Regions from separate parts of the Gossypium hirsutum genome. Here region 1 is linked to region 2. Evidence: chromatin contacts called from public Hi-C data. All regions are on one chromosome and are shown on one strand. The core of a region is the stretch at or near the end of the contact, and the rest is flanking DNA. Distances in the headings are between cores, read along the strand shown.

Region 1 (4,961 bases), core at 1,248-3,747, 400 kb before region 2:
CACCCCCTTTTGGGTTCGAACGCGACAACGACGAAAAGCCCTCCGACGAAGCGGTCACGGGGCGGTTTCGGTGAGTTTTTACTCCCTTTTTATTTTGTTTAAAATAGATTTATGATTAAAAAAATAAAAATGAAAAATAAAAAAATGAAAGCATAAATAAAATATGAAGAACGAGTCGAAAACGAGATTGGAATCAACCTTTGCTTGTATTTTGCTCTTTTTCCTTAATAGTCTGTGTAAAAAAATTGTTTGTTCCAGGCTTTTCTTATAGCCGAATACAAAGATTTTTCTACTGTTTGTTACTATTTCCTTTTGCTTCTGCTGCTTTGCTCTCTTTTGCTTCTGTTTTGCAGGCCTAGGGGGGTCAACGGCAGTGAAAGCATGCCATTTTGGTGTAAGGTTGAAGGCAAAGTCGGCCCTTGGGCGTCGTGCATGCCGAGGGCGCACATGGGAAGGGTACAGCGCCAGGGGAGGAGACTAGGGTTTCGGTTTGCCAAGATTGGCTTGATTTTGGGCCTATCGGGCTGTCCTTGTAATTGGGTTTTAGTTTATATTTCTTTTTTGGGTCTGGGCTGATTAGCAATTATGGGCCCGGGTAAATTTAGGTACCTACAGAGAAAATCATAGTCAACCTACAACGAGGAGAGAGCAATTTGGACTTCCATCCTTAGAGCTTGATATTCAGCGTATTAATGGTAGATTGAAAAAATGAGCTTTTAGAAGAAATATGCTTCATATTAAATCCCAAGTACCTACCAAGAGATTTGTTGACATGACTGTGAAGTTTTCTTTAAGCATCTTCATGAATCTGGGAGTCTCAAATAGCTTGAAAAAATTGGTAGGCTAATCATCTGGTCTTGGGGCCTTTAATCGTTTCGTTCACATTTTTCTTCATTTTTTAAAAATAATAAGAATATAATTTTCTTTTTAAAAAATTAAACTCGGCCCAAAATTATATATATAAGAAAAAGTATGAATAAATTGAAAAATATAGTGATAATTTTATAGACAGGTGAGGTGTAGCATGCATAAAATCATCCAACTTGTTTTTTTTTTAATATGATTTATGGTATAATGGTTCACTTGCAATTATGATCCTTTTACTTTTCTTACTTTATGTAATAATGGTTAAATTTCTATTTCAATCTCTATACTACACTCAAATTTGTTTAATTTCAGTTTTGATCCTTTCATTTCTCTTTTTAGATTATATAACGATAATCAAATTTAGTTTTAGTCCCTATATTACGCTTAAATTCAAGATTTTATCTCTATATTTAATTTTTGACATAATTTAATACTTTTCAAGAATTATTTATAAAATTTATCATTTATATACAGAGGAATATATTTTATTGCATAATTTATTATTTAATTTATTAATTATATTTTAAAGTGATTAACTTGCACATTGGATGGTGTCTTGTATTTTAATTCTATCACATCATATTTTTAATCTCAATTTATTAATTATTTTTTTATACCATGTATAAAACTATACATAACTGAATAAAAGGAAAAATGTGTTTCAACATGCTCGAGTCCATATTTTTTTTGTATTTAATAATAATATCAGTCAAACTAAAATTCAGTAGACAATTTAATAGAAACAAAAATATATGGAAATGATTTAGGTGATGCATTGCATCATCCAAGGTGTACAACAAAACAGCTAACTGCTGCTTTATTTTATTGTTAAAGAGTAGACATTATAATAAAAGCATATAAAAATAATGTAAAATGTCACCAAATCCTCACCTAAATGCTAAATTTCTTAAAACAAAGCAACCTTAGTTTATTAAATCACCATCACCATCACCTTTATTTTTTTTTCTTTTAATATTAAATACAATAGCAAAGGTTAAGTTAAATAAATAACATTAAAAATGACATGACATATATATATATATATGTTTAAATATTTCAAGAATTAATTATTTATCTAAAATTTTAAATATAATTATGAAGATAGAAATTGCATATCCATGTCACTAAAGTAGGATAATGATATGGCATCTTTTACATTTTAGGGACAATCCTTAGCTTAAAAGCCAATGGAAAATTATAGCTTCTCCATTACACCATTTACTGCCCACTACCACTCTTTTTTATTTTCTTTAAGAGAAAAAAAATAAATCACTTGAGTAGATCTACAAAACATGTAATTAATGAAAATGAAAATAAAAATAAAAATTAAGAAAACCTATTTCCCCCTCAATATCTATGATGAACTTATTAAGACAAATCATATAGTTTGATTAATGTAGGGGCTAAACAATCATTTTCTAGCTGCAAATTATGCATCATTATTCAACAACACAACGGTACTTTATGTAACCAAAAATAATAAAGAAATTATATATATAAATGCTAATAATATTGAATAATAATTATAATAATTATTTTTTTCTCGGGTTTATATCGAATTTCTATTTAAATAAAATTATTAGAATTATAAATATACGAATTTGAATGATAAAATTAAAATTTCAGAATGAGAACACATGAACCTATTAAATTGCTGAAACAGTAGTGGAAGTAAACCTTTGCATAGTTCTCTCTATATATTAATTCATGAATCCAATCTCAACATTCCTAAACCCTTGTAAATAATTAGAATTCACACACAAATTTAAGGTAAAAAAAAATACAGATTTTTGGGTTTAATTTTAAAGAAACAAAGATATGAAACCACCATTGTCGTCTTCTTCCTCTGCTGTTCTTAGAAAAGCTCGACTCTCTCCCTACCTCTTTACGTTGTTAGCTTTCATTGTTTTCGTTTCTATTCTTTATGGAGAAGATTTCATGTGCATTCTTGGACAACTTGAACCAATTCCAGGCCGAGCCATGTCTAAACCTGGTGAGTTAACTCAACTCAGTCAAACGAGTCAAGCTTTGTTTTTTATTTTTATGTTGTTTGGATTTAACTTGGGAATTGGGGTTGTTGGGGTTAGTGAAAAGAAGAGGGAAGTTGGCATTCGCTATAGGGAAGGGCGAAGAAGGATGTGATATATTCAGTGGGAGGTGGGTGAGGGACGAGTTAACTCGGCCTCTCTATGAAGAATCGGAGTGTCCGTACATTCAACCCCAGTTGACATGTCAAGAACATGGAAGACCTGATAAAGACTATCAGAAATGGCGATGGCAACCTCATGGATGCGATCTTCCTAGGTAAAAACAAATTATTCATATTTTAATGTTTTATTTTATATACTATACTGTGAAAGTAATATAAAGACCCTTCTACTAACAGGTAAATTTAATATTGCATTTTTCATTCAAAAAATTGATTAAATTAATTCTTATATGTTAAATTAAATAGCAAATGAATCATTCTATTAAAAATTGACCCTGTATGGTAGGATGATATACACGTGGCGCTCGTCAACTACGTTTATTTTTATAGTAGAAATGAATGAAATTTTAAATACAAATAACCCATTTACTTTTTTGATTTAACATATAGAAATTAATTTATTTATTTTTTAAATATAATAGACAAAATACAATTTAACTTTTAATATAAAAACTTCAATGATACTTTTACTTCCGATACATAGCCTGAGAATAATTATTATAGAATGAACAGCTTCAATGCGACATTGATGTTGGAAACACTGAGAGGGAAGAAAATGATGTTTGTTGGTGACTCATTGAACCGTGGTCAATTTGTATCAATGATATGTCTTCTTCATAAACTCATCCCTGATGACCAAAAATCCATGAAAACTCATAAAAATGGTTCCCTCACAGTTTTCAAAGCCAGGGTACGTAATTTAATTTAATTTATGATCAATATTTTTTTAAGTTAAAATCTCCATTGATGTTCAAATATTATTTTTTCGTTTTTAAGGATTATAATACGAGCATTGAGTTCTACTGGGCTCCATTTCTCCTTGAATCGAACTCAGATAATGCGATTGTTCATAGGATATCGGATAGAATAGTGAGGAAAGGTTCGATCAATAAGCATGGCAAGAATTGGAAAGGGGTTGATATCTTGGTTTTCAATACCTATTTGTGGTGGATGACTGGACTGGACATGAAAGTCTTGTAGGTGTCGGATATGGATGTATTTAATTTTTTAATATATTTTAAAAAAAATTAAAAATATAATATCAGAAATGTTTCGAATAAAAATATTTATTATATATTTTTGAGCAGGAAAGGATCGTTTGAGGACGAGAATAAAGAAATAATAAAGGTTTCAACTGAGGAAGCCTATGGAATGGGAATGAGAAGCATGTTGAGATGGGCGAGAAAAAATATGGATCGCAAGAAGACTAGGGTTTTTTTCACTAGCATGTCCCCTACTCATGCAAAGTAATTATATAATTTAAAGTTTCGAATTATCGAATTTTTTCTGTTAAATTAATTTGTGTTGGATCGTTCATTTGTTCTTTTGATAGGGGTATAGATTGGGGAGGTGAACCAGGTGAAAACTGTTATAATCAAACAACAATGATTGAAGATCCGAATTATTGGGGTTCAGATAGTAGAAAGAGTGTAATGAAAGTGATTGGGGAAGCGTTTAGTAAATCAAAGTACCCCATTACATTCCTTAACATCACTCAACTCTCAAATTATCGCAAAGATGCACACACATCGATTTATAAAAAGCAATGGAATCCATTGACACCTAAGCAGTTAGCTAACCCGAGTAGCTATGCGGATTGTATTCATTGGTGTTTGCCTGGCCTTCAAGATACTTGGAATGAGCTTCTCTTTGCCAAATTATTTTATCCTTGAATGTATATTTTTCTATTATAGCTTTTGAGGTTTGTTTTGTCAAATGAATTTATATTAAAATTTTGTTTCGGGGAATTCGAAATTTAATTCAGTTGATTCACATAGAGTTTTAATTTTTTATTACGAAACTACCACTTGTTTATCAAATTCTTAGATAATTAGACCCTATTTACACGAATAATTTAGTAAGACTGACAAGCACTGCTTAATTA
Region 2 (4,502 bases), core at 77-2,576:
AAAAGTAATGGTCCGAAGATGTAATGCTGCCCGATTACCTCGCTAATGAATGCCGACACCATGACTAGGATGAATATAGATGCTATGGTCTTCTCATCAATAGATTTTGGACCCACTGCTTGAGTAAACATCTTCTTTAACTTGGGACGAAGAATTAAAAAGTTGGTGGCTACAAATGCAACTACGGAAAGAAAGGGTGGTAGAAAACTGTAAATATGATGGGAATTGGCTTGTTTGATGGAGAAAAGAATCGAAGTCGTCGAAAAACCGATTAAAAAGGAAAACATGGAGGAAGAGAGAGCAATTCGACCGACATCAGTGTTTATAATCTTGAGCTCGTCTAGCAGTGTAGAAATTACAGGGAAAGCTGTTAAAGATTGAGATGATGCTACAAGTATCAACGAGTTCTGGAGGGAGGTACTCATGGTGACGGACGTCTTTAAGAAAACAGCAAGTCCAATTGAAAGACCCGTCGTAATGATGAGAGCCGAAGCGCCTATAACTGCAGCCATTCGTCCCGGACACACCATCAGGTACGGGTCAATCTTTACTCCAACTTCGAAGAAGAAGAACATAATGCCGAATCCTGAGAACACATCCATTATAGCTCGGCTATGGATCGGGAAAACGGTGTCGGCTACGTCTTGGCTGTGGCCAAGAATTGATGGGCCAAATATCATTCCACCCTGGGTTTTTGGTTAACACAAGTGTTTAGAACCTGATGTTAATTATAAATGTAAGTAAATAAGTATATGATACATTTAAGTAACTTAATGTTAGAATTGAAAAGAAAAATAACATACAAAAATCTGCGAGACTAAGGATGATTGTCCTAAAGGCTTGAAACAAACATTGATGAGAAGTGAGACCGTTGAAATGCTAGAGAGCTGAAACATGAGAAGAGTGGTGGGGCTGACGAGAGGGTTACCACTGAGCCATATACTCTTTGCTGGGATTTTCTTAAATGAGTTGTTTATGCAAAGAATGGTCAGGTTTTTACCAATCTTGATTGCATCATGAGTTAATCCCCCTTCCATGCTTCAATTGCTGCTTCTCGATCAAGGAATCCGATGGAAGAAAGAAATGGGAACTAAGCAGCAAGAATCTAAAGGTACAAAAAGTAGGAGTGGATGGTGAGCCTCTTTTTTTGGAATTCCACAATTTTGATTGGGAGGTTGTCCTTCAAGCTAGGTCACTAAAATAAATGGTTTTCGCTCAACATAATCTATCACTCATCTCTTCTAATTATTCAACCATAGTTCAACATAAGGATGAAAAATAGCCCTTTTAATCACTTCTCTCCCTCTCATTTATCCTTTTTATTTTAAAAAATATCTCAATGGTGATTAAATTTGGAAAAAGTAATTACCAGCTAATTTTATTATTGGAATTTTATCAAATTACGTTTTTTACTATTAAAAACATTAATTTAATTCTTGTATAAGACCAAATTTTAATAGAATTCACATTTTACTATTTAAAAATATTATTTAATTTTTATTAAACTTCATATTTTAGAAGCTTTTATAGTCCAATTTTTTATTATTTGAAATTGAATTGCAAATAAAAATAAAAAATTGATATGATCTCTAAAATAGAGGAATTTGTAAGATATTGTAGCCATTAAAGTTACATTAAAATTTGTTCTTCATTTCAAAATGGGAAAAAGGAGTGGTGGCAAACATGTTTGAATGGGTTCAAATTGAGTTTTCTTTAAATTTACATTATTTTGGGTTTAAATTAATTTAGGATGGGAATTTTTTGAGCTTGGTCTTTTTCAGGCTTAAATTTTATTATTCTCAAACCCTCTTAAATTCAAATATTTTGTGCTCAGATTATTTTAGATTTGTATTGGTTTAGGTCGAGCAATCTTAGATGGATTTATATGATTCTAAAGTTTTATAAGTATTTTTATTTCTAATGTAATAACTTGAAAGTTACTTGATTTTTTCTTATCAACTATTTGCTTAGTTGCAACTAATAAAGTAACTACTAATAAGAAAAACGAGATGGACACCAGAACAAAGTCTCCATAGTTAAAAAACTTCCTACATCTATGGGACATTGTCAGTGCATAAGGATAAAAAAAATGAATTTATGAGAAATTAGCGAAAGCTTCAAAGTGTATTGTAATAGCCAATTTTGGCCCAAGTCAACAAAACAAAAAAAAACAATAAACCTAAACAAATAATTAAATAGCCCAAAATTAATGTCTACTTACATATTAAACCCAATAGCCCAATCAAAACCCAACAAGCCCAACAGGCCCAAATAACCTAAACCCTAGCCTTATTAACCCAAAACATTTTCAGCAGAAAAAAAGAAGTGAAGGAACCCTAGCATTGCAGCCGCCGCTTAGCCCCTCATGCGCGCCACCACCGCCACTCGGCTCGCCTATCACCTGCATCGCACGCCTCTGACAACCACCTGCAACTCGCAAGCAAAAAAGGCACACACAAGTAGTAGAAGAAACAAGAGCAAAAAGACAAAAAAAAAATAGAAAAGAAAAGTCTTGTAACTTGGCTTTAAAAGCCACAACCTTCTCATTGTAGCTTCTTTTTCTGTTTTTTACAAAAACTTTTTACACACACTAAAAATCAGAAAAGAACTAAAACGGAAGTTTTAAAAGGTTTTGGTTTGTTCTTTTTCTTTTTTTTCTTTCTTTCATTTTCTGTTTATCTTTGTTTTTTATGTTTATTCATTTACTTCCTTCTTTTAAAAAATCTATTTTAATAAAAAAATGCATAGATTTAAAAAAAAAGAGAGGAAAAGGGCGTACCTGGGTTGCGCTCCACCGCCGTCGTCGGCCAACGGTTGTAACGGACCACCAAGCAGCCTTATAGGCCGAATGTGGAGGAGAGTTTTAAAAGGGAGAGGGAGAGAGTAAAAAAAAGAAAAGAAAGAACTCTCTGTTTTTTAAAAAAGGAGTGCAGAAATGAAGAGAAAAAAAAATTGCTTTAATAGAAAGCACAAAAAACGGCAGCATTTTGGGTGGCCTTCCCAGGTGCAAAACGCGTCGTTTTGGGAAAGGTCGACCCGAATCCGACCCGTACTCAGGGGGGATCCGCGTGTTTCCCATTATTGGGATATTTATGCGCGAGGTCCCTCCACCTTTGTGCGCGCTGCAATTTCACCCTTTCTTTCACTTTCTTTATTTTTTTAAAATCTGGCCGGATAATTTTCTTCTGATTTCATTTCAGTCCCTACTGAAATGATACGAATAAAGGCTGGAAATATTTCCTAGCTAGTCCCTCGTCATTTCAGCGTGATTCATTTTGGTCCTTGGTGGCCTTTTTTCATTATTTATAATTTTTGCCCCATATTTTTACTTCGACTTCAATTCAATCCCTGACCTGTTTCATTATATACTATTTTAAATTATTTTACATATTATTTATTTTAATTTTTTATATACATTATTTATTTTAAACTTTTACATATTATATATTTTAAATTTATATACATTATGTAGTTTAAACTATTTTATATATTATTTATTTTAAACCTTTTATATTAGTTATTTTAAACTGTTTTGTATTGTTTATTTTAAATATATTTTTTGTGTTATTTTTAACTATTTTATATATTACTTACTTTAAATTTTTATATAATATTTATTTTAAACTGTTTTCTAATACATGTCATTTTGAATTATTTTATATATATTAATTACTTCATATTGTTTTATTTATTTATTTATCTTAAATTCTTTTTATATATTATTTTTGAACTATTTATTATTATAAATTCATATAATGTTTATTCTTAAACTTCCTTTTTATATGAATTATTTATTTTCAAATTTTTATGTTGTTTATCTTAAACTCTTTATACATTATTTTTTTATATACATTATTTATGTTAAACTGTTTTTATTTTATGTATATTATTTATTTTAATTTTTTTACGTATTATTTATTTTAGACATTTTATTAATGATTTTAAATTGTTTTGTATTATTTACTTTAGATTGCTTTTATAGTATTTATTTTAAAACTTTTATGTACATATTGTTTATTTAAAATTATCTTATTATTTGTTTTAGGCTGTTTTTTATTATTACTTCATTTCTATGTTTATTAAGGTTGATATTAAAAACGATGTACGTCGTGTGAATATTGCCATTACATGTTATTGAAATTGTTTATTTAGCATCCTCATATTGTTGACACTCATTAACCTTGCATCTAATTCGTGTATTAATATTCCATGCTTTATAGTACCTTTTATTTTATTTTAAATCATGTCATGTGTTAAGCTCCAACATGTTTATCAAATATGGATCATTTTATTTTTTCCAAACAAAATAAATGTACGTTGTTAAATATCATACTCACTATATTTCAAAAAGAAAAGTTTCCAAATAAGGCAATATTTTGTGTTTTAGGAAATTCGAGGAATCGTACCTTAACTTACGGGGTTTCGGTTTTCTCGTTAAATCTAAATGGCCAAATATCCCTTTAAGTTTCAAGACACATGAAATTTCAATTAAAATTAAAGAT

Evidence for each region. A called contact is a pair of places that touch in the nucleus more often than the background predicts.
Region 1: a contact with region 2 is called in a Hi-C map of leaf, with 1.9 times the contacts expected there. The contact joins the promoter of LOC107962124 here to the promoter of LOC107962134 in region 2. A contact is called at or near these places in 2 of 34 Hi-C or Micro-C datasets (both in leaf).

The regions. Positions count from the first base shown.
Region 1 is chrA06:120,475,654-120,480,614 of Gossypium_hirsutum_v2.1, reverse strand. It overlaps LOC107962124 (protein trichome birefringence-like 33), which reads left to right and starts at 2,497. Exons shown (of 6, transcript XM_016898368.2): 1 at 2,497-2,860; 2 at 2,955-3,171; 3 at 3,590-3,767; 4 at 3,854-4,053; 5 at 4,165-4,323; 6 at 4,410-4,849. The coding sequence starts at 2,686. The coding sequence ends at 4,749. It overlaps LOC107962123 (a long non-coding RNA gene), which reads left to right. Exons shown (of 2, transcript XR_001701521.2): 1 at 1-70; 2 at 354-771.
Region 2 is chrA06:120,078,803-120,083,304 of Gossypium_hirsutum_v2.1, reverse strand. LOC107962134 (cation/H(+) antiporter 15) reads right to left here and starts at 1,326. Exons shown (of 3, transcript XM_041116028.1): 1 at 804-1,326; 2 at 1-686. The coding sequence starts at 1,037. LOC107962135 (a long non-coding RNA gene) reads right to left here and starts at 3,115. Exons shown (of 2, transcript XR_001701522.2): 1 at 2,780-3,115; 2 at 2,106-2,427.